Linked DNA regions of Mus musculus: all the other regions are linked to region 3. The links are chromatin contacts, called in public Hi-C, HiChIP or PLAC-seq and capture Hi-C maps. All regions are on one chromosome and are shown on one strand. Each heading gives the region's core, a stretch centred on a gene start, on an enhancer-like site or on the middle of the called end of the contact. The rest is flanking DNA. Distances are from core to core; before and after follow the strand shown.

Region 1 (4,779 bases), core at 2,118-4,617, 690 kb after region 3:
AAGTTCTAGTAATGTGAGCCAATCTGATTAAATCTTTATAATTACATATGCATTCTATTGATTCCATTTTTTTTTTTTTTTTTTTTTTTTTTTTTTTTTTTTTTGGTGAACACTGGCTACTGCCAAAATGCTTCTTACAGTGTCATGGTTTATGGGTAGATACTCTGGCCTGGTTTCCTCAGTCTCAGGGTCTTTATCTTTTTATCTCAAAAGTTCATCTCTGTCTTGGAAATCAAAACTGCTTTTATGATCTTGTCAGGACTTCTAACTTAAATTAAAATTCCATCACAACCACTTACTAGTTATAACAGGTGATATAAATCCTCATAGTGTTTCCTCAGGTTAAAAAATACATATATATATATATATATATATATATATATATATATATATATATATATATATAAAACTCATAGAAATGTTATGAAGCTCAAAAGAGTAAAACATAAAATAATAATTGGAAACACAGTAAGCAGAGAATGGTCTTAATACTATTACAATAAGTAAGCAAAGACATGGCAAGATTCACAAACCAAGAAACACACACACACAGAGAGAGAGAGAGAGAGAGAGAGAGAGAGAGAGAGAGAGAGAGAGAGAGAGAAACACAAACATACATTTTATAATGATGCATAAATTAACCCGATAAAATACTGTTTTAGAATAATTGCTGTGAGCTCTATGGTAGATATTAAAGGTAGATATAAAATTAAGACATAACTTTTTATTCTAGGAGTTAGCAATATAGACAGGTAGACACATGTGTACACAATTAGTTATTCTTTTACACAGAAACACGGTTTACATGGGATTCAACTTGCTGTAGAAAGGAGAGCATAAGATCAACTCTGACCTAGATAAGATCCAAGAAACTTTAAAGAGAATGCGCCATTTAACAACGGTTTTCAAAAATGAACACAAATTAGTGCTGGTAAAATATTAACAGCACTTAAATGTGTGTGTAATTTTGTTAATGGTACATATCCATAGCACATAATTAACAAATAACAAAACATATGTTTTTCTCTAGTTTTCATATAGAAGACAGATTCCCCAGAGTCTCCCAGAATGCTTTCCCAGATATTGCTGAATTCTGATTGTGTGGTTTTGGTTCTGGGATTGTACTTCAATCCATTCGCCAGTCTATCACTTGTCTTTGGGCTATACCCCTACCTGAATAGTTGCCAAATTACCCAGACTGAAATCACTGTGTTTTCAATTAATCACTGTGTTTTCAATTAACGCATAAGCACACCAGCAATATAGGTGTCTGCTGTTCTCAGTAAGTCCATGACTAGCATGAGAGTGGAGAGCATCCTCGTAGGCGCTGTGAACAAGCTCTTTTCAGAGCCTCTTTCAGTATTCCATGTTTTGTGTGTATTCACTGCACAAAGCACACCAGTATTGCATGCTCTGAAGGTTGGTCCACCCCATTGCCATTTTCTTCATAACAATCATTCAGTCTAAATACAGTTAAGATTTTAAATTAGACTCAAATTTTTCTTGGGCTATAATTTTCATGGTGTAAATTCCACTACCATGTCTGATTTCAAGCCACCAAGTCACCTGACACCAGTGTGAACAAACAGGGAAGTGGTGTACTCTTATATGTAGAGGACAGTAGCTGGGCACATCATGGTAATGAGGTAAATTGTTTAGGAATGATGAAGATTGAATCTGTTCTGGTCTCTGTTTTTGATAATGTGTTTAATTCTATTTATGCTATTTGACAGTTTTCAATGACGCCATTAATGATAATCTTGTAAAATTCCTGAAAACCTACCATGAGATTCTCAAAACCTGCATTGAGCCAACTACAACACAATACTGGATGTTCAGCATACATGGTTTCTCCATGCCTGAATCTTTAATTGACAGCCGAAGAAGACAAGCATCAAAGCTCATTAATCTTGTAAGCATTGTGGGACTACTTGGCCTTTCTCATGCCAGGAATTCTTACTGGCAGAGTTCATGGGTCATCTCCTGAGCAAGTTGTCCCACATTTCTAACTAGGGGAGTGGCTTCCCAAGAACATGCTTTTCCTATATCATCTCTGACCTGAATGTTGTTAAAGTCGGTCATACTACTGACCTCTGTAGTTGAATTAGGGAAAAGCTGAAAGAAGTTGAGGAGGATGGTGACCCTGTAGGAGGACAAGGAGTCTCAATTAATCTGGACCCCCAAGACCTCTCGAACACTGGACCACCAAACAGGCAACATACACCAGCTAATATGAGGCCCCCAACACACATACAGTAGAGGACTGTTGGGATCAGTCAGAGAAGATGAATCTAACCCTCAAGAGACTGGAGGCCCCAGAGAATTTAAAGGTCAGGTGTGATGGGGTTGGGAGGTGGGGACACCCACATGGAGACAGGGAGCAGGGAGGAGGTATGGAATGTGGTACAGTCGGTGGGTGTACGGGGGAAATAAATAAACAAAGTAAGCAAGAGCCCGAAGTCCTGGGGCAGTCAGACAGCAAGCACTGTTTGAGGGATTTATTTGAATCCCATTTCAGGGTGTTTGTTTCCACGCTTTTCTAAGTAGAGAAGTGAATTTCACAAAGGGCTTATAACGGGGACATTGGTAGTTCATCAGCATACATGTGAAATGAGTTCTCTCATAGAATTACATGGACTAGCTAAATACTTTCTACCCTTGGCTCTCTGGGGATGTAAATACTCCAGAGTACAGGTATGACTCTTTAATTCTCTGGTTTGATGGACTTTTGGGGGGGGGGTGTCCAATGCAACTCTTGATGGAAAAGAAAACTAAAACTGGTATATTCTGCATTTGTCTGGAATGAATTTTTCTTTCAAAGTGATAATGGAGATTGAACCTAGGGTGTTGGCTTTATATCCTCTTTGTGGATGCTTATTAATGAATGTGTATTTAAAGTGTAGGTCCGGGACAGAATCTGATCTACAGCCCTCTGAAATTGGAGCGGAACATCTGGCTTCTACCGTTTCAAAGTTACCTCTGGCTACTGCTGTCGACAGAAAACACAGAAACAGGCCAATCAACTCTTCAAATTTTAACTGGCAAGACAGAAGTCTAGTTTCATAACAAAGAAATTAATTGAAAAAGAGCACGGAGGGTAGTTAATAACAAACAGGTGGTTTGATGCAAGGGAGGTAGTGGAGTCTCTGGGTACCAGGGAAAGTGGATAATGAAAAGCAGGGAGTGGCAGGGGTTCCCTTCTGGACTGCTAAGACCCAGATTGTAAACCAGCTAATTCAGTTTTTCAACTTGTAAAAACATTCACTCACTCTTCTTTCTTCTTGCGGTGTCTCTAAGGGAGTTAGTTCCTCCTAAGACTCTGGTGACTGAATGGCTGCCAGCTTGCTTTGTTTTCCTAGACCATTTGAGGATCCCGGTTGTCTATCACAGTATGTCCCTGGCATAGCTCAGCCATCACCTATTCAGGCAGCTGCTTCTTCGTCTGCTTCATTGACTTTTTCAGTGGTCAGAGACCAAATGCTCCTTCAATCTGAAACCGGGTATGTCTGAAGGGACTCCTTTGTCCAACCCAGTATGCACCAAGCTTAAATAAACAATATTTCCTTCTGCATGGCATCAAAAGGCAGGTGACCGCAGGGTGGTGTTAACCTTTCATCCTTCATTCAGATTTTTTTTTAAATGGGAAAATTGACTCCTGAATGAATGAGAGTTCCTTTCTGTGACCTCGGTGGAGGAGGAATGTGAGCAGATTGTGGCTCAGTTTGAACATTAACGAGTTTAGACTTGATCCTGTGTGGTTGTAGCAAGATCTCGAGGGAGAGCTAGGAGCAGACTCACACTTCAGACACTCCCAGCCCTGGGATAAGTGTCTGGAAGAAGTGAAAACTGAGGCCCAGGCAAGGGTTCTTCCAAAAGTGGTAGGAGACTAAACTTCCAGTACAAAAAAATCAAATGCATGAGATTCATTTTCCAGTTGCTGCCCTGGGCTCTGGAACTTACTGAAGTAGAACAAACAGAAGTCTGGGGCTAGTGAGGCCAGGGACAGAGAAATGAGCTGGCTTCTTTTGTGCTAAGAAAGTACTACAAATGACCCTTGTATATGGAGAAATGGCCCTTGGTGTTCTAGTTAAGAAGAGAGGAGCTGAATTGAGGCATAAGTTGAGTTTCCTTTTATGAAAACAGACATGCCATATTTAGTTCAGAATAAAGTATTCTTATCTTAGGAATACCCCAGAAAGCCAGCCAGCCAGCCAATCTTCAATGTTTGGAAATGAAAGGTTTCAACAAATGTAGAGGAGTGTGCCCCAGGAGTAATGAAATGTCAGTCTGACCTTACCATCATTATTTACATTACTAAAATATTTAGAATAAATATGTTTTTTGTTTTGTTTTGTTTTGTTTTGTTTTGTTTTTTTGGTACCCAAGTAAAGCTCTAGTGTCAGAACTTGGACCAGAACAAGCCAGCAGGATCAGCACTTTAATTGTCCTTGGTGGAAATTGAATCCTTCTCTTCCTTTTAACCACACATAGGGGAAAAAATGTAAAGTGCTTAGATTTTATTGAAGACATTTCATAACCTGCTTCCTGTCTAGGGCTCTGATTTCACCCCTCCCCCTGAAATTAACTGAATATTAATCATATCTTTAAAAAAAATTTTATTACATATTTTCCTCAATTACATTTCCAATGCTATCCCAAAAGTCCCCCACATCCTTCCCCCCACTCCCCTACCCACCCATTCCCATTTTTTGGCCCTGGCATTCCCCTGTACTGGGGCATATAAAGTTTGGCTGTCCAATTGGCCTCTCTTTCCAGTGA
Region 2 (4,673 bases), core at 609-3,108, 770 kb after region 3:
GGGCAGCCTGTGACTCTAATTCCAGGGGTTAACAATCTCTTCTGACCTCTGTGGGCAACAGCAGATGTGTGTTTCACATTCATACATATAGGCACTCATGTATGCACAAAACAATCTAAAAGTAATAAAATTGACTTCTCTGTCATAGCCCATCTTCACTGGATGAAGGGAACCCAAGGAGACTGAAATCAACAAAAGAGAATTGATGTGCACACAATTGTCACACTGTCTGGGAGCACAAGTCTTGACATAGGACAATAATATTGATCCTTTTCAGTAAAGGAATTGGATCTCAGAAGGCAGATAAACAAAAATCCTTAATTCTACTCACAAGAAAAGCAAAGTAATAGTTTTTATTTTATTTTGCTTTCCTTTTGGTGTATTTTCTGGGTTTACTACATGGTTTTGTTTACTGGGAAAGGGACTAAGTCGATATGTGGTATTCTGTTCTTGAACCCAATGATTGAATAAGGAGGGGTTAGTCTTTTAATGTTTTCATTTCCAAAGAAAGGAAACAAAACAGACAGCTTTATCTCAAAGGAGCTGGTCTGGTCATCAGGTGACGTGATCAGGGCTGTAAGTCCAGCTAAGGAGATTACTTCATATTTGATGGTGTGAAAAGAGAAATGAGAAACACCAGGCTCAGTGCCCACTTGGATAATTCACCCCCTAGGCAAGATCCCGAGGCAGGGATTATCTGCAATACTTTTATTTTATTTTCTTCTTGGACAATTTGAAATATGCTTTCCTTTTGGCTATTTCTTCTCTGTGTTACCCTTTCAAGGTGCTTTTATAGCAGACTCCACCACAGCCTTTTACAGGTCCACACACTGCAAGGAACCCTAGCAGGTTTAACAGTTTCCCATACATTGCTGCATTCCCCTTTTTTGCTCCAGCTGATTTCTCTCAGAATCCCCCCCCCCCAGAGAAGAGACAAGGTAGTTTTAAAATAAATTTGTGATTATCTTATAACTTCTATTCATATATTTAAAAATTTTTTATCTCCCCACTTTTTCTATGGCCCTAAATTTCCCTTTGGAAATATCCAGAACTAATGATATATTTTACTTCTGAATATATCTTCCTTTCTCTTTCCCTATCTTTCCCCCATCTCTCTCTCTCTCTCTCTCTCTCTCTCTCTCTCTCTCTCTGTGTGTGTGTGTGTGTGTGTGTGTGTGTGTGTGTGTCTGTCTCTCTCTCCAATTTTATCTATCTATCTATCTATCTATCTATCTATCTATCTATCTAATCATTAGTTAGTTAATATGTTAGTTATAAGTATGAATTCCAAAGCCCTTTGCTGTGGGATAGCCTTCCAATCAGTAACACTTCACTGATTTTTATAGAAGCAAATAGAAACTGAACTCTGATGTTTCAGATATGTATCTGAAAAAGCTGTGCTAATTATCATATGCTCAGTTAAAGCTAAGGGACAATAAATGGCTATTTTTAACAACTTATGTACTGTAATTTCAATTGTTAAACTGTTTATATTTTCATTTAACCTAGAGCTTACAATACAGAAGTTGAAACTGAAGTCTTAACGAGATAATATATACTTTGGGGACAATATCTTCATGACTCCTGTTTGATTGGCTGTTTATCATCACGGTGTGAGCATTGAAAGGCTCCACAGGGATAGTCAGAGAACAGAAGGTCTTCATGTTACCCAGAAGTAAGACCTATACAACAGCTCCCTCTTATCCTTCAGACTTCAGTCAGAGAAACTATGAAATTTTGCAGACAGCTTTCCTTCTACTTCAGGGATTTTGGGCAACTGAGTCATTGTGGGCTACTTAAGCCTTTAGTCACTAGGAACCTCAACCTGGGCGAGACAGCACATTTCGCCAGATGGTAAATATGACCACATCTTTTGGTACAGTAATTCCAGCAATGATGGCCCTGTCATAGGTCAAGCACTTTAAGTCACCGGATTTATTACTCAGGGTTTCCAAGCCGCACAACAGTACATTTCACTGGATATACGTAGAAAAATACCCAGTAGTAGCTTTCAAGGATTACACACCAATATTTGAAAGCTATATATGAAGTCCCCTAATGTAGGATTACCTTTCCACTTCAGTTGACACACTTCCACTTCTTCAGACTTTAGCTGAATAGAAGCTCCTGGGGCAAGCACCATCTGGGAGCCCAGAGGCAGAGGCAGTGACGTCTTTGCAGCATGGTCTATGCCACACCCATCACAATTTTGAATTTTATTTTTTCATGAACATTCCTTTGCTATTCAATGGTTTCTGGAGGTCAAAGAAGCTCTGAATAATCTTTGGATCCCTGATACATAGCATGATATTTGGTTGATGCATAGCAGGGTACTTGACTGCTAGCTAAATAAGAGAATGGGTGAGTGTATGTAAAGATAAGGAAACAGAATCATAAACAAATATCAGGAGATGTAGTTGGCAAAAAACACAAATTTACATACTCTCTTCAAATAGAAATAGCTCATATTTTTCTCTTAAATATTTTATTATTTTATTCACTCCAATTCACATTAAATACAAGCTAACAGATTTTTTTTTCATTTGTAACTCCACGTGGCTTTTAAAATGAGGGTACTAGACTTTGTTTGGAGAAATGAATTGGATGCAATATTCTGGAATTAATTTTCATCCTAGTAGCCTTCCATTTCTCATTCACTTACAATCACCATGGTGACCACTGAGCTTTGTGTACATGTCTCCCACTCTGACTTAACACTAGATGTGAAACTTGGTATACTTGAATCTTAGGATCTAGCTTTCTCTATCTTTATGTGTCTCCAAGACAGTACATTATCAAACTGTACTGGACAGACAACTAATTGAGACCATACTTATGCTTACACATCCTACCTAGGTAGTCTTTACTGGACACAGAACTGAGAAGGAAGTGTTAATGACATATTCACAAGTGTCTGAAATCTTGTATTAGTGGCTAATCATTTTCTCGGACTAAGTAATTTGCTTTTGGGGAAGCAACTACAGAGACTGAAGTTAAATGTTTGATATACCTTGACGAATATTAAAATAAGAGATGAAGGACTTATGAAGTATGTGACTAATCTCTAACCTTCTTCATACAGATGCTAGAAAGTGTTACTTCAAATGTTTTTTTATTTAAAATATTTTGTCTATGTCCCCGCCATACATAAGAATCTCACAATCTGAAGTCCTTATCAGCTTACTACAGATGACATCAGTAGACCTTTATATGACCTCTAAAACCAACTTCTCTTGCACACCCCCTGTGCTGGTTTGAAGAGGTGAGGTCTTCATAGACTCATGTGTTTGGATGCTTAGCCCAGAGGGAATGGTACTATTAGGAGGTGTGGCCTTGTTTGAGGAACTTTATATTTGTGGAGATAGGCTTTGAGGTCTCTTACATACCCATGCCACTCCCAGAATGACACAGTCTCTTTCTGATGCCTTCAGATGAAAATATTGAACTCTTAGCTCTTTCTCCAAAGAAAGAGCTTGCTTTTCGTGCTGCCTGCTTGCTGCCATGCTCCCCACCATAACTAACCTTCTGAAAAATCTAAGTTAGACCCAACTAAATGTTTTCCTTTATAATAGTTTCTGTGGTCATAATGTCTCTTCATAGCAATAAAACCTTAACTAAGACACATTCCCAACATGAATCAGGGCTCACCTCCCTAAACAACAGGCCTTAACTGATTTAAACCTTCTTAAAATATAGACCGGGGTGTTGATCACACATATTTTCTTTTAAGTCTGGATCGATAGGATCATCTCTTCATTAATAATGCCTTGCATTTCTTTCTGGTCTCGACACTGATATTTTCCAGGAGCCTGTTATTGAGCAACTCAATAATTGGTTGGGGGAGGGTGCCAAGAATATGTTGAGTCACTTCTTCTAAAAGTCATATCCTATTGGGGGAAATTCATCAAGGTAAAAGTCAAATGTGAAGTTTCTTTGCAGCCAGCTTCCTGATTAGGCCAATAAGTATTTCTCAGAAGAGAGAAGCATATTTATGTTTCTTGCCTGCCACTCAAGCTTGCCTACGCTCCCTACATGTGCAATAAGCAAACCTTTTGAGATTGTATATCTGTTCACACTTCTATACTATCAGTCATCTCGCCATTATAAAACATCTGAGAAAACCCACCTGTAGAAGAGAAGGGTTACTTAGACTCTCAGCATTGGAGTTTTCTATCCATAAATAATCATGTATCATATGTCCAGACTACATTGTGGCAAAATATCATGGAAGAATAGAGTCCAGCAAAAAATGTCTTGCATCATAAACCAAGGAACGACTACAGAGGATGGGCTGGAGACACACAATCCCCTTTGAAAGCAGACCAATATCCTAATGACCTGCTACTAAACCCTACCATCAGAGGTTCTACTATCTCCCAATGTCATTCTGACTATTAAACCTTAAGTATAAATGGAGGACAGTCAACATCCAAATCAGAGAATACACTTTCAAATCCAAAAGATGCCATATACTTCATATTCTTTGTAGTACATTCAGTCTTTGCAAGACACCATTTACCTCATACTCATTTGATTCTGCTTTCATTTGACAGTTGACCAGAAATAAGTATTTCTCAGATGACAGAAGCACATTCATGCTTCTTGCCTGCCACTCAACCTTACATACACTCCTTAAGTGTGCAATGAGCATATACAAACTCTGATGTAGAACG
Region 3 (5,023 bases), core at 2,162-4,661:
CTGCTTTTTAGAAACGAATGCTAGTCCCCCACATATATAATATGCTGTTTGTTTTCAGACAGAGTACATTGGAGGAACTTGTTTCCACCTTCTCAACTACTGTAACTATTGGGGTGACATGTGTCAGTCTAATGTAACTTCTTGGAGGCCTCCACAGACACTATTCTTCACATGTCACCAAGGACATCTACATCAGTTCCCAACACAGGATAACTGACAAATTGTAGGTCAAGCAGATAGTCAGAAGGAAAAATGAATGAACATGATCTGATCTAAGGTTTTTACAAGTTTTACTATATTTCGATATAGACAATGTGTGCTTTAAGCTAAAAATCACCCTAAAATGTCTGTGGAACTGGACTGACTACTCTCAAAGTCACCTCCTCATGAAAGTTCCCAAGCAGCAGCAAGTACAAGGTAGACTTGGGGGAGATAACCAGGATATCTGTGGCTCATCATAAGCACTCATTTAAATAATCTACTTATAATAATCTACATTATAATAATCTACTTATATAGAAATGACCTCAGACACATACACAACTCAGTAAAGACACAGCATGAGCCATCACAGTGTTAAGGCAATGCTCCTCAATGCATGTGAAGCCACCAACTAGGTGGCTTGTCAAGAGTATTCTGAAGGGAGTCTGAAGACCAGCTTTTATTGAATCCATTGATGCCTCTCACGTCCTCCTAGGCTAAGAATGCAGACTGCTTTTGGTGACTGGTAGAGGGCAATTAGGGCCCTGGCATGTCCCTTTTGATTCCCACTGTCGGAGAGACAAACAAGTCTCCTCTATTGCATGCTCCCCAGAGCACTATATCTCCACAGATTCAAATCTACCACCAAACATGGACAGAAACACTAAGTAAATACAAAGCTCTCCTCTATTTAAGTAAGCCACCTAAGGGTTTTTTGTCACAGTATTAAAAAGCCAGAGTCTCTCATCTGCCTTCCACAGGAAAAGCAAAGGGAAAGTGAAGAGCGTCAGCCAACAACCAAGAACCAAGAGCCCAGTCCACCATGCAGGAGTGTGACTTCCCTCCCTTTCCTTTTCCTTCAGGTAGCATGTAAGATATTCCATAATAAGTCATGGAGGAGTCTTGTCTCATTGAATAATAATATAACGACAGCTAGCAGGGCTGCTGTTTACCTTATTGATTAAGGAATACAATTAAGTGGGATTTAATTTAATGGCTCAATTTTACTTTATAACCTACTTTAAAATGTTTCAGTGCATTGCGAAACAAATGGAATTTTATAGATTCTGTACACAATGTGCCATGTAAGAAAACAGTAGAATCTCCAACCAACTAATTCTACAGTGGAAACATTCTTTTTTCAAATGACACTTTTTAGACTTATAAGCTGAGTTTTACTTACCATATATTTCAACCCATACTGTAAAGCCAGACGAATCCTTAATACTTTTAGTCACCAAAGAAACAAAGCCCTCTGCTTCCAACTCTCCAGCTGACACTCTCCAGGAGGACTCACAGTTTGTAGCTATCATTTAATGACTAAGTGCTCAGAAAACAGGTCACTGGACTTATCAGCAAATTCCTGCCAACAGGAACTGCTTGCAAAGCTGTTTTGGTGTTTTTAACCCTAAGTTTTAAAAAAAATGTACTAAGATTTGAAATGTTTTCTTCAACCTCCAACCTCTTACTTCTCTATATGGAACCTTGGTTGCATTTCTCCTCCAAAGAGAATCTAGACGTGTGTCTGGGGATTGCAATCTCCTCAAGAGTAAAATACAAGTAGGCATGGAAATTATAGTTCACACACAAATTCTATTTTGTAATAATTTTTCAGTGACTGTGACTGTAATCTTGATTGTACCTTTACTAGGATTGGGAATGTCCATGGAAATAAACCTTTGAGTATATTTCGGAGGATGTTTCTAGATGGGTGTAACTGAGGTAGGAAGCCCTTGGTAAGCTTAGGAGTCACTGTGTCTCCTGCTGGGGTTCTGGACCAAATAAAGATGAGAAAGTAAGCTGGGATACAGTATCCATGTCTTTCCCTTCCTGGCTGCTGATGTAGTATGGATGTCTGCTCCACACACATGTCACTATGACATCCCTATCATGATGATAGACTGTCCCTGAAAGTGTGAGCCAAAGTAGACCCTTTTTCACTTTCTTTAAGTTGCTTTTCTTGGCAACCTTGCTTTATTTCAGTAAGGAGAAAAAAAATTATACATTACATTGTTAGCTTTCAATACTCAAGATTAGAAAAAAAAAAACTAGTTGGCCAATAAACACCTTATCAACAACCTGTGACACTGACTACCTCACCCTATTGGAAATCAAGGACAGGTCTCAGTAACACACAGGCCAAGGACACTGAGAAATAGACTGGTAACAAGAAATGAGCTCAAAAGTAACAAAAAGGAGAACTAAAGCACAGCATTTTGATTTGAGTACAACACAAGGGTAGCTGAAGCCAAAGAAGGCCGGACTGAATGAATACTGGAACTTCTCAGGCCAAAGAGGACAAGGAGAACGGGGCAGAGCTATGGGGTTCTATGGAAATTTCAGAAAACATCAGTAAACACTAGTTAAATGGCCTAAGAGCAGCATTCCTGAATTCAGATAGACACTGAGTCGAACAGGTGAGTCCTCCTCTAATAAAATCGTGATGGCATTTTCTTTTTTCTTTTCTTTTTCTTTTTTTTTTTTTCAGATTTAAAAACCTTTCAGAGAGCATTAAGTATAGCAACTGAGGCCAACTGTGAATCTGCATTTCGGTCAGTTCCCCTGGTTACTGGGAAAATCTATCCGTGGTCAGCTAACTTGTCCATTTCAGAATTTTAAGGTTGGAGAGCAATTGAAGGATTATTATGAAAACTTTAAAAAAAGAAATCCGAATTTAAGGCAGTGAAATGTCTCCTGTTCTACATCAGTCTCCACCAAGTCAGAGAGAACTTGATGGTGGTAGACAGTTCCAGGACTGAGAAATCATTAACTTCCAGTTATAGGAGGAGAGAGCCAGTGCCCCCTGCAGGCGGCTTTCTATGCGACAGGTTTGGTGTGGGAAAGGCTTTAGGATTCAGGATACTTCTTCCCCTTAGCTTTGCTTTGGACATCTTTTGGTGCTTTGGGATATAGCACAGAAATCCTTGCCCTGGGGAATCAAACTTTTAGGAGGCAGTTCTACTGGGGAAATGCGCGCTTGGAGCTTGGGTCCCTCCCTAGGAGCCCCGGGGCAGTAGAGGGAGGGAGCTTGGTACCCGCAAGGCGGCGGCCTCCCGCTGGTGGCTCCAAGACCAGGTCCCGGCGACCCCGTGGCGGCCGAGACAGCAGCAACACAGTAGCAAGAGGTTCACCAACTGCGGCTTCATCCCGGTGCCCGAGGTCCACTGTGCCCGGCCCGCTTTCTCTTTCGGTTTCTTGGCTCCGCCCACTGCCTGTGTCCTGTGCACGCCCAGAAGCAGAAAGCTGCTGGGGTCCCAGCTGTTTTGTTTGTTTGGTGCTTCTTGGGATTATTATTGAGCTTTTGTGCTGTTATTGGGCATCTGGGATTTCCCTCTTACTTAATAAGAAAGAGAGCAAAACCTGACTTACACAACAGTATGAAGATACAAACTATTGTGTTTCCTGCTGTCTGAGATTCAGCCCTTCATTTTACTTCCTGCTGTTTAAATTGAATATGTGTTCACTGAGTGTGTGTAAATTGAACTCAGCAGGTTGTATGGGGACGTATAGTGTATGCGAATTTACACACTTCTCTCTATGGATGCGTATAAATACTTGACAAAATTGTTGCTGCACAGAACTGCACAATATCTTGTGGCCATTTCTCCACTTGTAGAAAGCTGCACCCGCTTCCGAAGTTTGTAATGAAATTTAGCTAAGTAATCCTAAACACTTCATTATATGCTGAGCACGTCCTGTGCTTTTCTTTGTTTCACTGTTAAGGTTGCTTTAATTTTTCTTATTATTTTATTATGTTGTTTTCTTCTTGCTTAGCTTACTTCATAATCCATCCACCTCACTTTCTATCCCCAGCTATAATTAACTGACGTAATTTTTAAAAATCTTGTTTCCTTTTACCATGGTGCCGGTATACAGAGTGTAAAAGGAAAAGGGGAACATGTTCAAACCAGTCAATATGTCTGCTCACTCACATCTCAGCTAAAGAGGTTTCCAGTACACTGCCTCAGAGCTCTCCTTTAAGGAGACTGAGTGATTTAAGATCTGAGACCAAATATCACAAATCGCTGGTTACCCTTGGGAGAAGACAGCCAGCTGCTTCTCAGAAGGGCCTATGTACACAAAATGCAAATTATTGTCTTAGAATGAGTCTTTACTCTGTGTTTCTTTTTTACCCCTTCTCTATTGTCCAAAAGCAGATCCTTTGTGGACAAACTGTAACCAGGTTCCCAGAAATCGGAATGTCCTGCATCTTTTGTTTCTTAGCTTCCAACCTGGCGTATATCTGAATAACCATAGTGTTTATTTTCTTGTTCCTTCACTCCCAGGCCTACCTACCCCGACTGCCCTACTTAAAACCCTAACCTTCTCCCCCTCTCCACCCTATTCTTCTAATACTGCCCCCATTGCCTCTGGTGTTCAGTCTGTAGCCTTTTGATCCATAGCACTTTTCTGTAATGCCAGCTTCGTGGGAGCGACAATTTCATTTCTTTAGTCTCTTATGCACCAACAACATATAGTGGGTATTCAATCAGTAAATGTTTGTTGATATAAACTTATTAAATTTAGTCCAAATAAACTTTCTTTTGATCACAGCAGTTATCCTGCATAAATGTTCTAACTCAAAGGATTGTCAAAAGACATAAATTATCATCAGAAAAATAACTTCAGTTTAGTAATAACAGGAGAGAATGCATAGAGATGAGTAGGCTACAACGAAGGGCCACTTGCAGAAGGATTGCTGAGATTAACATAAGCAGGAATCTGTGGGCTCCTTGCTATCTCAGTTATGCCTGCATTGCTAAACTTTCCAATAGGAACAGCATCTTATCACTGAGGGTCTAAAGGACCTCCCTGGTCTCTT
Region 4 (5,234 bases), core at 1,907-4,406, 940 kb before region 3:
GCAGGGTTCAAAGGGTAGTTTACTAAAGCACAGGGTCTTGCTAGAAAGCTGATCCTGAGGGCCTGCTGGTTCCACTTAAATCCCTAGAACACCCGCCATTGTATTTTGGTTTTCTTCTATGATACCACTATCTAATAAGGGAGATATTATCAAAAATTATTTCTAGCTCTATAGGAGTAAAATCTACTGAGAAAAAAAGTTTGGGTGTTTCTTAATTATTTATTCAACCCACTAATTTTTGTGTGTTTCTTGATAATTTAGTTACATTGTGCTACCATATTTTTTCATGTTTCCTGGCTCTTTTATTGGGTCTTCCCTGGGGGGAATTCTTTCTGATAAAATAGGAGGATCCTGATTGGGTGAAACCATTGGCAAATGATGTCAGACTCCAGTTTCTTGAATGTAAGTAGGTGTTCCTAACTTCCAGCGAGGATCCTGAGGTTTCTACTGTGTTGTGCTGGTCAGCAGACCATGAAGATGTGCTCGGTAGGTTAATCTAGAGACTGCAGCTCTCCATCTTCCGAGCAGCAGTTTCAGGCTTATAGTTCCTCCTGCACATCAGGATTTGGTCCCCCCCCCCACAATGCTTATTATAGAAGCTTGTTGTGGTTTGAGTATGAATGAGTGGGCTCATCTGTACAGTGTTTGGTCCCAGGTGGCAGTGCAAAGCTGTGGTTGGAGGTGAGTCTAGCTAAAGGAAGTCTAGCTGGAGGCATGACTCTGAACAGCATATTGGGTCCAAGGCCCTTTCCTCTGTCCATCACAGTGAGAAGTCTTTGCAACATGTTCCTGATAGTAACTAGTAACTAGTATAAACCGGAGAAGTCTGGCTTCATCAGAACTCCCTCCAATTTGTACTGATGTTTACTGAGGCTCTGGCAATGGGTTGGATTCCTTGTCATTGATCTACATACAAAGATCTTGATTTCTGTTTTGCTGACATAAAAGCAAGGTTCTCGATCCTAGGGCAATACAGACAGGACATAAAGATACCCCATTTCTGTCACCAGAAAAGTCATTGCTGAAGCACCTACCTTCCCTTAGAGTCCTCTTGATAATGGCTCCTGGTTCAGTGATGGGGCATTCATGGCATTTAGACATTCTGTTGTAGAAAGTCTCACACCACCAAGAGAGAGAGAGTGGGCCAGTGTGCTGGAATTGTAACTGTAACGCCATCGTAAAAACAAAACAAAACACACACTTCTGAGAGGGTATCCGCTTGACTAAAGAGTAACCACAGCAAAGCAGGGCTGTTTCCTGTGCTACTATCCTGTTCTATGCTACGGCTAAGACTTCTAGAAACACACAGGCAGTCGCCACGTTTTTCGATCTTTGCCATGAAGACCAGAGACGGATGGAGGAATCTCTAGCGACACACTGACCTTTGGGTAGAAAATTCACCTTTATTTCTATCAGGCCTAAACTGGAAAGAAAACGTTTTATAAGGACTTTCCATTACTTTTTTTTTTTAACCTTTGGAAGTTTGTATATTATAGGACATTTATGAACCTAACCTCTAAATAATCCCGAAGCTTATATTTCATAAGGGGAAAATAGACGTATATACATCCAAGCTACTCTAACCAATTATTTTATACATCCTTTCCATTTTAAAGAATATTTATTAATTTTAAACTATGTAAAGGTGTGTTTGTGTGTGTGTGTGTGTGCGTGTGGGTATGTGCCCACAGAAGCCAGAGGTGGTCTATCTCCTAGAGGCAGAGTTACAGACAGTTAAAACCATTGGGATTGAATGTGGCTCCTCTGGAAGAACAGCCAGGGTTGGTTCTTAAATGCTGAACCTTTTCTCCTGGTCCCTTCCACTGTTTAACCATTTCTTTCCATTCCCACAGACAGCATAATTTCCCTTTGAGCTGCTGATAGATTTTCTCCTGTTTTCGCCATCAGCAAAGGCTTATCCCAATTCTGGCTTCTTTTCAGACAAAAGAACACCTGCATTTCACATCTTTCTTCATTTGGGTCATCTTTCCCCATAAAGCATCTAAAAATTTCTATTTTGCAGTCTATTCTTAAAGAATTCTCGTAGCATAAAGGTTTCAGATGCCCTCTTCTTGGAAACTTAAGAAATAAAGGCTATTCCTTTATGTTTTGGTTGCAGAAGGCATAAATCTTTTATAGCAGTCAATGAAAAATACATCTGCTAATAAAATTTGCTCAGTTTCTTTAAGACTTTGAGGGAGAGGATGTACCCTGTAACTTGAGTCTTTAACATTGTCTTTCTAAAGCAAGTTTCTAAGGCCTCACTCTAATGACCTTTATGAAACTCTTGTTCACTTGGTTTCCTTTATACTGGGGATGGGGTGTGAAAAGAGAACACACTGGAAATGTTAAGTAGTCCTCCAGGCTACCTCCAAGACCTCATTCACACCTCACAATAAAATATCGCCACCTACTGGCTTCTACAGGCTCCTACAACGACGCTTAAAATCAGCTAGTCTGTAAAATCAAGTCTGTAAAATTCAGACATGAAAATGAATGTGAAGAACCTTTCTTTCCTGGACAAAACAAAACAAACGAACAATGTTTAACAAACCTTCCTCTTGTAGTTTTTGAGGTTAAAAAAATCTTTAAAAACAAAGCCAAACTAGTGTATTAGATGTGGCTCAGGCTTTCAACTTGTTTGGAAAATACTGTGCAGAGCAGAGTTTAGGAATAACTGCTTTCCGAGTTACCAACGCCTCCCAGGTATTGTGCATAGCGTTCTCCTTGGGGGGCACCTTTTGGGATAGTAACATATCACAAGCCGCTTGATGCACACGTTGTGTAAACGCCCACAGCTCTCTTGAGTCGGTTTCCCTGTCTGTAAAACATGCTATAACTTAGTTTTAAAAACCCTGTGAGAACGGACGAAGATGCCCTGGAACTGCTTTTGGCACGTAGAAACATAAAAGGGCTAAAACTCTGTTAACGTTATTTACGATCCCAGTCTCATCATATCTGTTTTAAGGGGAATCAGAAATTAAGGGGCCACCCCTCCCATCCTCATTTACAAAAGTCCCCATGACTGTTTTGCACCCAACAAGGCGTTCAATCAAGATTTGCAAACTTCATCCAGCCAGACAAAGAACTTTCTCAACCTACCTACATCTCCCTTAAGGGAAGCACTGCAAGTTCACTTTGTAACTTTTGTTTAGTAACGCCTTCAAGTCTTCCACGCGCCAAACTTCACTCGCCCAGACTGGCTTTTCTCCTCCTGATTGGCCAGCGAGCGTGCCACTCCAAGTCCCTTTCGCCTGTCGCAAGTGCCTCCTCCGGCCTCAAGCCTCAGTCCCGCCTCCTCGCCCCCACCGGCGGCCGCTGATTGGTCGAGGTGGGGCCACTCCACGTGAGGCACGCTAGGCTGAGGCGAAGAGCCCGTGGCCCCGAGGCGCGAGGACAGCACGAGCGCCACTGGCCACGCCCTGCCCCGTCCGGCCCCGCGGCGACTCCTCTGACCACCGCTTCCGCCCGCAGCGCCGATCCGAAGCTCTGGCGGCGGTTTGTGCTCGTTGGTCCAGGGATTTTTAGGTCTGGCCTCTGAAGACCCGACGGGGTGAGGCGGGAATGGGAGCTGCGGGGGTGACCGGCAAACCGCTGCCAACGGCCGCAGTCGGGGGTGCCCTCGTGCGGGGTCCGGGGCGCCACCGTCGGGCGGTGTCCGCGGGCTGGCCTGCGCGGCCGCCCCGTCGACAGCGGCTCCGGGGTCTCGGGCTCCCTGCGCGGCCGCCCCGTCGACAGCGGCTCTCGGGTCTCGGGCTCCCTGCGCGGCTGCCCAGTCGGCAGAAGCTCCGGGACCTCGGGGTCCTGGCCGCTGCTTCCCGACCTCGCTGGCCTCCCGTCGCCGTTGTGTCCGCTCGCCGCGCCGCCCAGAGTTCCTAGCGGGGGCCGGGCCTCGAACTTTCCGCCGCCCCGACTGGGAAGCGGCCGGGCTGCCTAGGGGATCTGCGTGAGTGGTTGTCGGGAGCCAACTGCCCGACGGGCCGGATAACACTCTTAGTGCAGCCTGGGGTGAGGGAGGACCACGGAGCCGGTCCAGGGGCCCGGTGGATGCTGGTGGACTGGCTTCCTGGTGAATTTATGAGAAGGGGACCCCAGGGGACTCAGAAAAAGCACCTCATTTAGCCTTCTAGAATTAGGTTAAAACCAGGAAGCACTATAGGTAGCATCAAGGTGGTAACAGCCCATCATTTATGAATATGCATGTGGAAATAGGCTAATTTAAATAACTAGCAGTTTTCATTTCAAGGGATTAGGGCAATGAGATGCTTCAGAAACTTCCTTTGTAGTCATAAGAATCAACCTTAGCGCTGTGATAGGTAGATTTGTTTTTAAGTATACCTGTTTAAAATATTGTCTCAATCACTAACTGTGCCACTGAGGACATTCGGATCTTGTTAGCACTGTATTTGCCAAATAACCAACTAATGCCTTATTTCCTGCGTGTGGCCATGTTTTAAGTGCTAATTTTCATATAAGAGTCTTGGACTTTAAAATATTAATGCCAAAATTATAAAACAGCTCATGTAAGGTGCAAACATCCTTATAAAGTAAGAAATATTAAAACCAAGAATATATATTCAACTGTGTATGGGTGAAGTTACGCTTTAAGCGTTCAGTGGTATTGTTTTCATTGGTGGAAAACTTAAGAGGTACCAGAAGTTAAGAAAGGATTGCAAATAAGTAATTTGTGTAAATTAAAAATTTTTAATGCTGTTAACTTTAATATCTGTTGGTTGGTAAGGTAAAAAGATAAGGGGAAATGTGATTTCTGTGTTCAAATTAATAAGACTTCAAATGACACTACAGATGACAGTGTCTTTAGTCAGGAAAGCATTTATAGGTATCTCTCATAAACTGAAAGAGCACATCGCTTTTGGGTTTAGTATTTAACATTTGTTTGCAGTGATTTGAAACAATTTTCCCTGTGTGAGTGCAGCGGCTTGCGTGAGAGTTGGAGCAACTTTCAGGAGTTGCCTCTCTCCCTGGTGGGGTTCAGAGGTGTAACAAGTTCTCAGGCGCAGTAACCCACTGCGCATTGTGACCACAAATGATTTTTCTAAATAGTTGGTTTCTTTTTATCATCCTAAATTTAAGTCAGTTCTTCGTTCGCGAAATACCTAGTACTAAAAGTTTTAAACACTTCACCTTTGCAGTCAAACACACTCATTATTTATAATAGAAATAGTTTAAAATGAAATTGAACTGACTCGTCTCTAAACTTGTATTTATAAAAT
Region 5 (4,902 bases), core at 1,939-4,438, 820 kb after region 3:
TGCCTTAACTGATTATACCTTCTACACATAACGGGCTGGAGAGATGGCTCAGTGGTTAAGAGCGCCGACTGCTCTTCCAAAGGTCCTGAGTTCAAATCCCAGCAACCACACGGTGGCTCACAACCATCTGTAACAAAAATCTGATGCCCTCTTCTGGAGTGTCTGAAGACAGCTACAGTGTACACACATATAATTAATTAATTAATAAATAAATAAATAAATAAATAAATAAATCTAAAAAAAAACAATACAAAAGAAAACAAGTTATCTTGAATACTTTCAAAGCCTATTCACTTAATCATCTGACTTTTTTCTGGAATGCCTACTTCAAATATACCACTTAGAATCCAGCCTGAAGAAAGCTACATATTGCTAACTAGAAGAAGAGCAGCCTTTCATAAATATATTTTCCTTTCTAACAAGAAAAACTTCCAACAGTTAAGTAATAAGAAAAAAATAAGTGAAATAATCATTAGATCTTCCTCCTTCACATTCCTTACACAGAGCAGTGTTGATCTGGGACTCAAAATGGGCATCTGTAATCTCAACACCTGGAAGACTGAGGCAGGAGCAATTTCAAAATTTTGGTATTTTTATTTGCTGACATCAAGTACTTTTTAAGAAACTATACTCTTATGCACAAGAGAAAAGCAAATGTTTTGCTTAAAACACATCACAAAATTCAATTTGTTACTATCCAAATATATATATTTATCCAAATATGCTCATATCACACAAATATTAAGAAAGTAGCTCAATAAAAGTGCCGTATGAGTTTATCAATTAATGACTAAGTGACTCTATCCTATGATAGATCATGTAACTACTTTTAGAATCACTATGGAAACAATGTTTCCAGAAAGTCCTAAACGAAGAGAAGTGGCTCACCTTAAAGGGGAACAGTTGTGTGCATGGACCAGAGTCCTAGAACTATGGTACCGGAGAAATGGAGATGGGAATCAGTGCTCCCCTCTTTCTGCTGTCTGATTATGGATGCAATATGTCCAGCTTCCTCACGCTCCTGCTTCAAACATCAGCTCTACCATGCTAGACTACATCCATCAAATGTGAGGCAAAATAAATCTTTCTTCCCTTCAGTTGCTTCTGGTAGGTACTGTATCGCAGCAAAGCAAGAATATACTTGTGTTTGCAATCCTCACTACAACATACCTGGTCTACTGTGGCCTCTGTTGCTAGATCCTTAAAGGAAATACATTGAGAAATTCAATTGTATTTCCCACATCTACCCTTTGACTTTGTTCTCTTATTTTGACTTTGTGAAGTAATCTACATGGCCAGGTACAGCCATACATAACTGTAATCAGTCATTGGAAGGGGTGAGGAAGGAGGATCATGAGTCAAGACCAGCCTAGATTACATTGCCAAACTGTGTCTCTAGAAATACCAGTACTATATAAATAAAGTTAAATAGCAAATATAATATCTATGAGTTGCACCAAAGTTCGTTGAATGTTTACTGATTCAGCAACTTTGGGCAGTATTCTTTCAAATTCTGAGTTCTTAGAGCTCATTAAAATTCAGCCTTGGCATCCTTAGAAAAATATAAACACAAACTCTATGTAGAAGCAGCTGCAAATGCCTTGATTACAGATTGAGGGGATGCACACTAGCTCTCATATATTGATTTTGCATTTAAATCTATTTAGAGACCACAACAAACATCAGGCTCATATGTTTTATATTCTATAAGCTCTGCTGAATTCAGTTAATCTGGAACATTTGAAAAAAAAATCTGTTGATTTCTTATCATTGTTTCCTTTCTCTCATAAGAGAACTAGATTATAAAATCAAGTGTATACACAGTGTGCTGCAATACTTAGAGCTTGTTAAATCTTTGTTTCTGTGGTGGCAAAATATGGAGCCAAATGAATAGAAATTTTAGTGCCCAGTGTCTGTTATTGACAGAAAAAAAATGTCACTCATTTGACAGACAAGTATGGCAGATGACTTTGTTCTGTTCCCACAGTTAAGTAAGTTAAATCATGCTTATCACAAATCAATTCAACACTGACCATTCTTTTAATATATGACAGAAAAATCCACTGATATAAGCTAGAGTCAAGAAGAGCTCTTTGTAGGAGTCCCTAGGAGCAAAGAAGACTCTTCCAGACCAAACTTCAAGCACAAGCATGGCGGTTTACCAACCTCAGGCCTAAATTCTCTGAAGCAATAATTCAAGTGAAAGTGATTGCACATGCCTTGTGCAAAAAATTATTACTGTGCTACGGAAAAGTATTCTAAACCAACTAATGGATTCAGCCAAAACAGAACCATACTTTATGGAAGAAAGGTAGAAGCCTAAGGTAGGAAGGCAATTCCGTTGAAAAAACTATAATCTAGGTTTGTCCATCATAATTATACTAGTATAATTATACTTCCATGATTATACTAGTACTGTTGCTTCAGGTGTTCCATATTAGATGCCACAATAGTCACATTCACTCTGCAATGTCATACTTCCCAGTGAAAGTTCTAATGTAGAAAATGTAGAATCTGGGATAGAAATCACATTCTTTATGTGTGTATGCATACATTCATGCACCCACAATACATAGACAACTACAAAGAAAGATATACTTTGGTATTTTCATCTGGTCTTTTCTACTTTAATCGTATCCAATGAAGTACTGCCATACATGGCTATATGGGTTCTAAAATAAATGGTTGATGTCACATCAAATACAAATCCTAACAGTCAATTTCAAATGTCTACCATACGATTAGTAAATTTCTATTATTTCATACTCCTTATAATTTAGGTCTTTAGATGTCCATTTTTCAACATCTTACACTTTAAAAATATCTATTCCAGAAATTCTTTTTAGGTATCTAGGAACACTAAAATTGCTCTTTTTGTCAGTGTTAGGTATTGAATCCAGGTCCTTCAAATTCACGTGAAGAAGGCAGTCTAGAACCCAATTACTCTGCAGACATCTAGGATAATATGCATCTTAAAGCTTAATTCACAGTTATTTATTGATAGTTATCACTAATAGGATTGTTAAAGTTTTGTATCGAAAAGCTGAAATGTAAAGAGGTTTGAGGAACAGAGAGAAAAGTTTGTGTGAAAATGAAATTAAAACTTATTTGTGGTTAAGAAAGGAGGAAGATGGCCTGGGGAGATGTCTTGGTACGTAAAGCACTTGCGATATCAGTATGAGAAGCTGAGATCAGATAGACAGAACACAAGCAATGCAGGCAAAGGATCAGGCCAGTTAGTTTGATGTATAAAGCTATACAGAGGCAAAAAAAAATCTGTCTCAAACAAGGTGTGAGGCAAGACCCAATATATAAAACTGTCTCCTTCACCTCCACACATGTCCCATGGTACCCATGTGCCTTTGTACAAGCATGCATATGCTGTACTGTAGTGGTTTGAATGAGATGCCCCCCTATATATAGAGTTGTCATCTCAATACTTGGTCTCCAACTGGTGGTACTATTGTGAGAGGTTTAGAAGATGTGGCCTTTTTGGAGTAAATATGTCCATGGAGGAAGACTTTTGAAAGTTTAAAGCCTGAGGGACACCCTCAGTGAGCTTCCTCTGCTTCCTCTGCTAGGTAACTGGCCTTAATGATGTAAATTGTTGGCTACTCCTCCAGCCACTGCATTTATTCTACCACCATGGACTTTTAGATAGATGTTTAGTCCTTTGTAACTATAAGCCCAAATAAATGCTTTCTTCTGTAAATTGTCTTGGCCATGGTGTTTTATCATAGCAACAGGAAAGTAGCAAAAAGAGCTTTAGAAAACTTTTTAAATTAATGTTTCAGGGACAATTTTGTTACCAATTCTGCTCTCTATACTGTCTTAGCCAAATCTCAATATTTATCATATCTTCAAAGGACCATGCCTTCTGTGAAATGCTAAATACCACCCTAGGTTCAGTGGTGGATCACAATTAAAGAGTAACATACAATGATGACAAATACAGTTCTCTTGGTGACCCTTAAGTAGTATATGCCCTGAGTCCTGTCATGCGATTCAAACCTGGCCAATAACAGGGAAGTTACTTTACAAATAGGTGTTTGTAGGAGAGCATGATTTTTTTCCTGTCTGTACAAAGCTGTGTGGGGTGCTGATGCTGGGACAAGCCTGGAACTTAAAGTTAGAAAAAGGGAAAAGGTTCATGAGACTAGTGGTGTCGTGCCTGATTCCTCCTATTAACCCTTTAACTATCCTAATCCTAGACTAAGTATTACAATTAAGCCTGATTTGGGATCTTTTTTCCGTAGCTAGAATCAGTATAAGTTAGGGTTCTGTGTTAAGGTTTCTGTAGATACCTACAGAACAAAAAAAATGTACACTAAGACAAAGCCATATGACTTGCTGATGTATTCACACATTTGATCACACATTAAATGAGATGGATAAAGATGATTGGGCACACCAACAAGCATCATCACCTACTATGAGGTGTGAAATGCTGCTGTAGATTTATAGATTATTGACATTATTTATACCAGTCTTTCATATAGAAACCCACTAATACATTAGAAATGAGATTTCCTCTCATCCTGATTATTTACAAATGATGTTTGGAACACCGATCTGGCATGTCCCTCTGCCATTCCCCATCCTCAGCAATACTTATGGTTCAAATATTAATAGTCCTGTAGCTCGCCTGAAGTTTGGTTTTCACTATTTTTCACTAATAAGTAAATTGGTAAAATCAAAGATCATTAACATTTTTTGAAAAAACAAGCCACCATCAATTAAGAAAAACCAACTGTCCATGCCAGTATCAAGAAAAACAATACTAAACAAATGTGAGTTTGAAAGTCAATAAAAAAAATAGAAAATTGTTTTTTTCCTATACTTTGAAATGGTTCAAAGTAAAAAATAATCTTATTTGTATACCACTCACTTTCAGAACACATG

The links. A called contact is a pair of places that touch in the nucleus more often than the background predicts. HiChIP or PLAC-seq counts read pairs in DNA pulled down with a chosen protein or histone mark. Capture Hi-C pulls out chosen DNA fragments and counts their contacts.
Region 1: a FOXA1 HiChIP or PLAC-seq map of pancreatic cancer cells shows a contact between it and region 3. The contact joins the enhancer-like site here to the promoter of Ctso in region 3. A contact is called at or near these places in 8 of 39 promoter capture datasets (the 3T3-L1 cell line, cranial neural crest, embryonic stem cells and 4 more) and 1 of 115 datasets of contacts at active chromatin or transcription factors (pancreatic cancer cells).
Region 2: a contact with region 3 is called in a Hi-C map of embryonic fibroblasts, with 8 times the contacts expected there. The contact joins the enhancer-like site here to the promoter of Ctso in region 3. A contact is called at or near these places in 10 of 39 promoter capture datasets (the 3T3-L1 cell line, cranial neural crest, embryonic stem cells and 5 more), 4 of 484 Hi-C or Micro-C datasets (LSK cells, cortical neurons, embryonic fibroblasts and 1 more), 3 of 115 datasets of contacts at active chromatin or transcription factors (astrocytes, embryonic fibroblasts and pancreatic cancer cells) and 1 of 9 other capture datasets (macrophages).
Region 4: a contact with region 3 is called in a capture Hi-C map of macrophages, with 4 times the contacts expected there. The contact joins the promoter of Rbm46os here to the promoter of Ctso in region 3. A contact is called at or near these places in 12 of 39 promoter capture datasets (the HPC-7 cell line, HPC-7-derived erythroid cells, cranial neural crest and 7 more), 3 of 484 Hi-C or Micro-C datasets (the N1E-115 cell line, embryonic stem cells and liver), 1 of 115 datasets of contacts at active chromatin or transcription factors (astrocytes) and 1 of 9 other capture datasets (macrophages).
Region 5: a contact with region 3 is called in an H3K4me3 HiChIP or PLAC-seq map of bone marrow-derived macrophages, with 11 times the contacts expected there. The contact joins the enhancer-like site here to the promoter of Ctso in region 3. A contact is called at or near these places in 12 of 39 promoter capture datasets (3T3-L1-derived adipocytes, the C10 cell line, HPC-7-derived erythroid cells and 8 more), 2 of 484 Hi-C or Micro-C datasets (B cells and CD4 T cells), 7 of 115 datasets of contacts at active chromatin or transcription factors (astrocytes, bone marrow-derived macrophages, embryonic stem cells and 2 more) and 2 of 9 other capture datasets (liver and macrophages).

Annotation. Positions count from the first base shown.
Region 1 is chr3:81,242,104-81,246,882 of GRCm38.p6, reverse strand. No RefSeq gene overlaps it. Among named protein-coding and RNA genes, the nearest start is that of Pdgfc, 210 kb to the right of the region's middle. Within about 2 kb of position 3,367, at least 20 of the 459 cell types and tissues checked have an H3K27ac peak or open chromatin away from gene starts, as enhancers often do. A contact at or near this core is called in pancreatic cancer cells, where this site is marked.
Region 2 is chr3:81,161,491-81,166,163 of GRCm38.p6, reverse strand. The region is part of intron 2 of Pdgfc (platelet-derived growth factor, C polypeptide); the gene reads right to left. Among named protein-coding and RNA genes, the nearest start is that of Pdgfc, 130 kb to the right of the region's middle. Within about 2 kb of position 1,858, at least 25 of the 459 cell types and tissues checked have an H3K27ac peak or open chromatin away from gene starts, as enhancers often do. A contact at or near this core is called in embryonic fibroblasts, pancreatic cancer cells and tail fibroblasts, where this site is marked.
Region 3 is chr3:81,930,989-81,936,011 of GRCm38.p6, reverse strand. Ctso (cathepsin O) reads right to left here and starts at 3,411. Exons shown (of 8, transcript NM_177662.3): 1 at 3,237-3,411. The coding sequence starts at 3,347.
Region 4 is chr3:82,874,627-82,879,860 of GRCm38.p6, reverse strand. Rbm46os (RNA binding motif protein 46, opposite strand) reads right to left here and starts at 3,156. Exons shown (of 4, transcript NR_040382.1): 1 at 3,103-3,156; 2 at 1,035-1,164. Rbm46 (RNA binding motif protein 46) reads left to right here and starts at 3,378. Exons shown (of 6, transcript NM_001277170.1): 1 at 3,378-3,553.
Region 5 is chr3:81,111,352-81,116,253 of GRCm38.p6, reverse strand. The region is part of intron 1 of Pdgfc (platelet-derived growth factor, C polypeptide); the gene reads right to left. Among named protein-coding and RNA genes, the nearest start is that of Pdgfc, 77 kb to the right of the region's middle. Within about 2 kb of position 3,188, at least 17 of the 459 cell types and tissues checked have an H3K27ac peak or open chromatin away from gene starts, as enhancers often do. A contact at or near this core is called in B cells and bone marrow-derived macrophages, where this site is marked.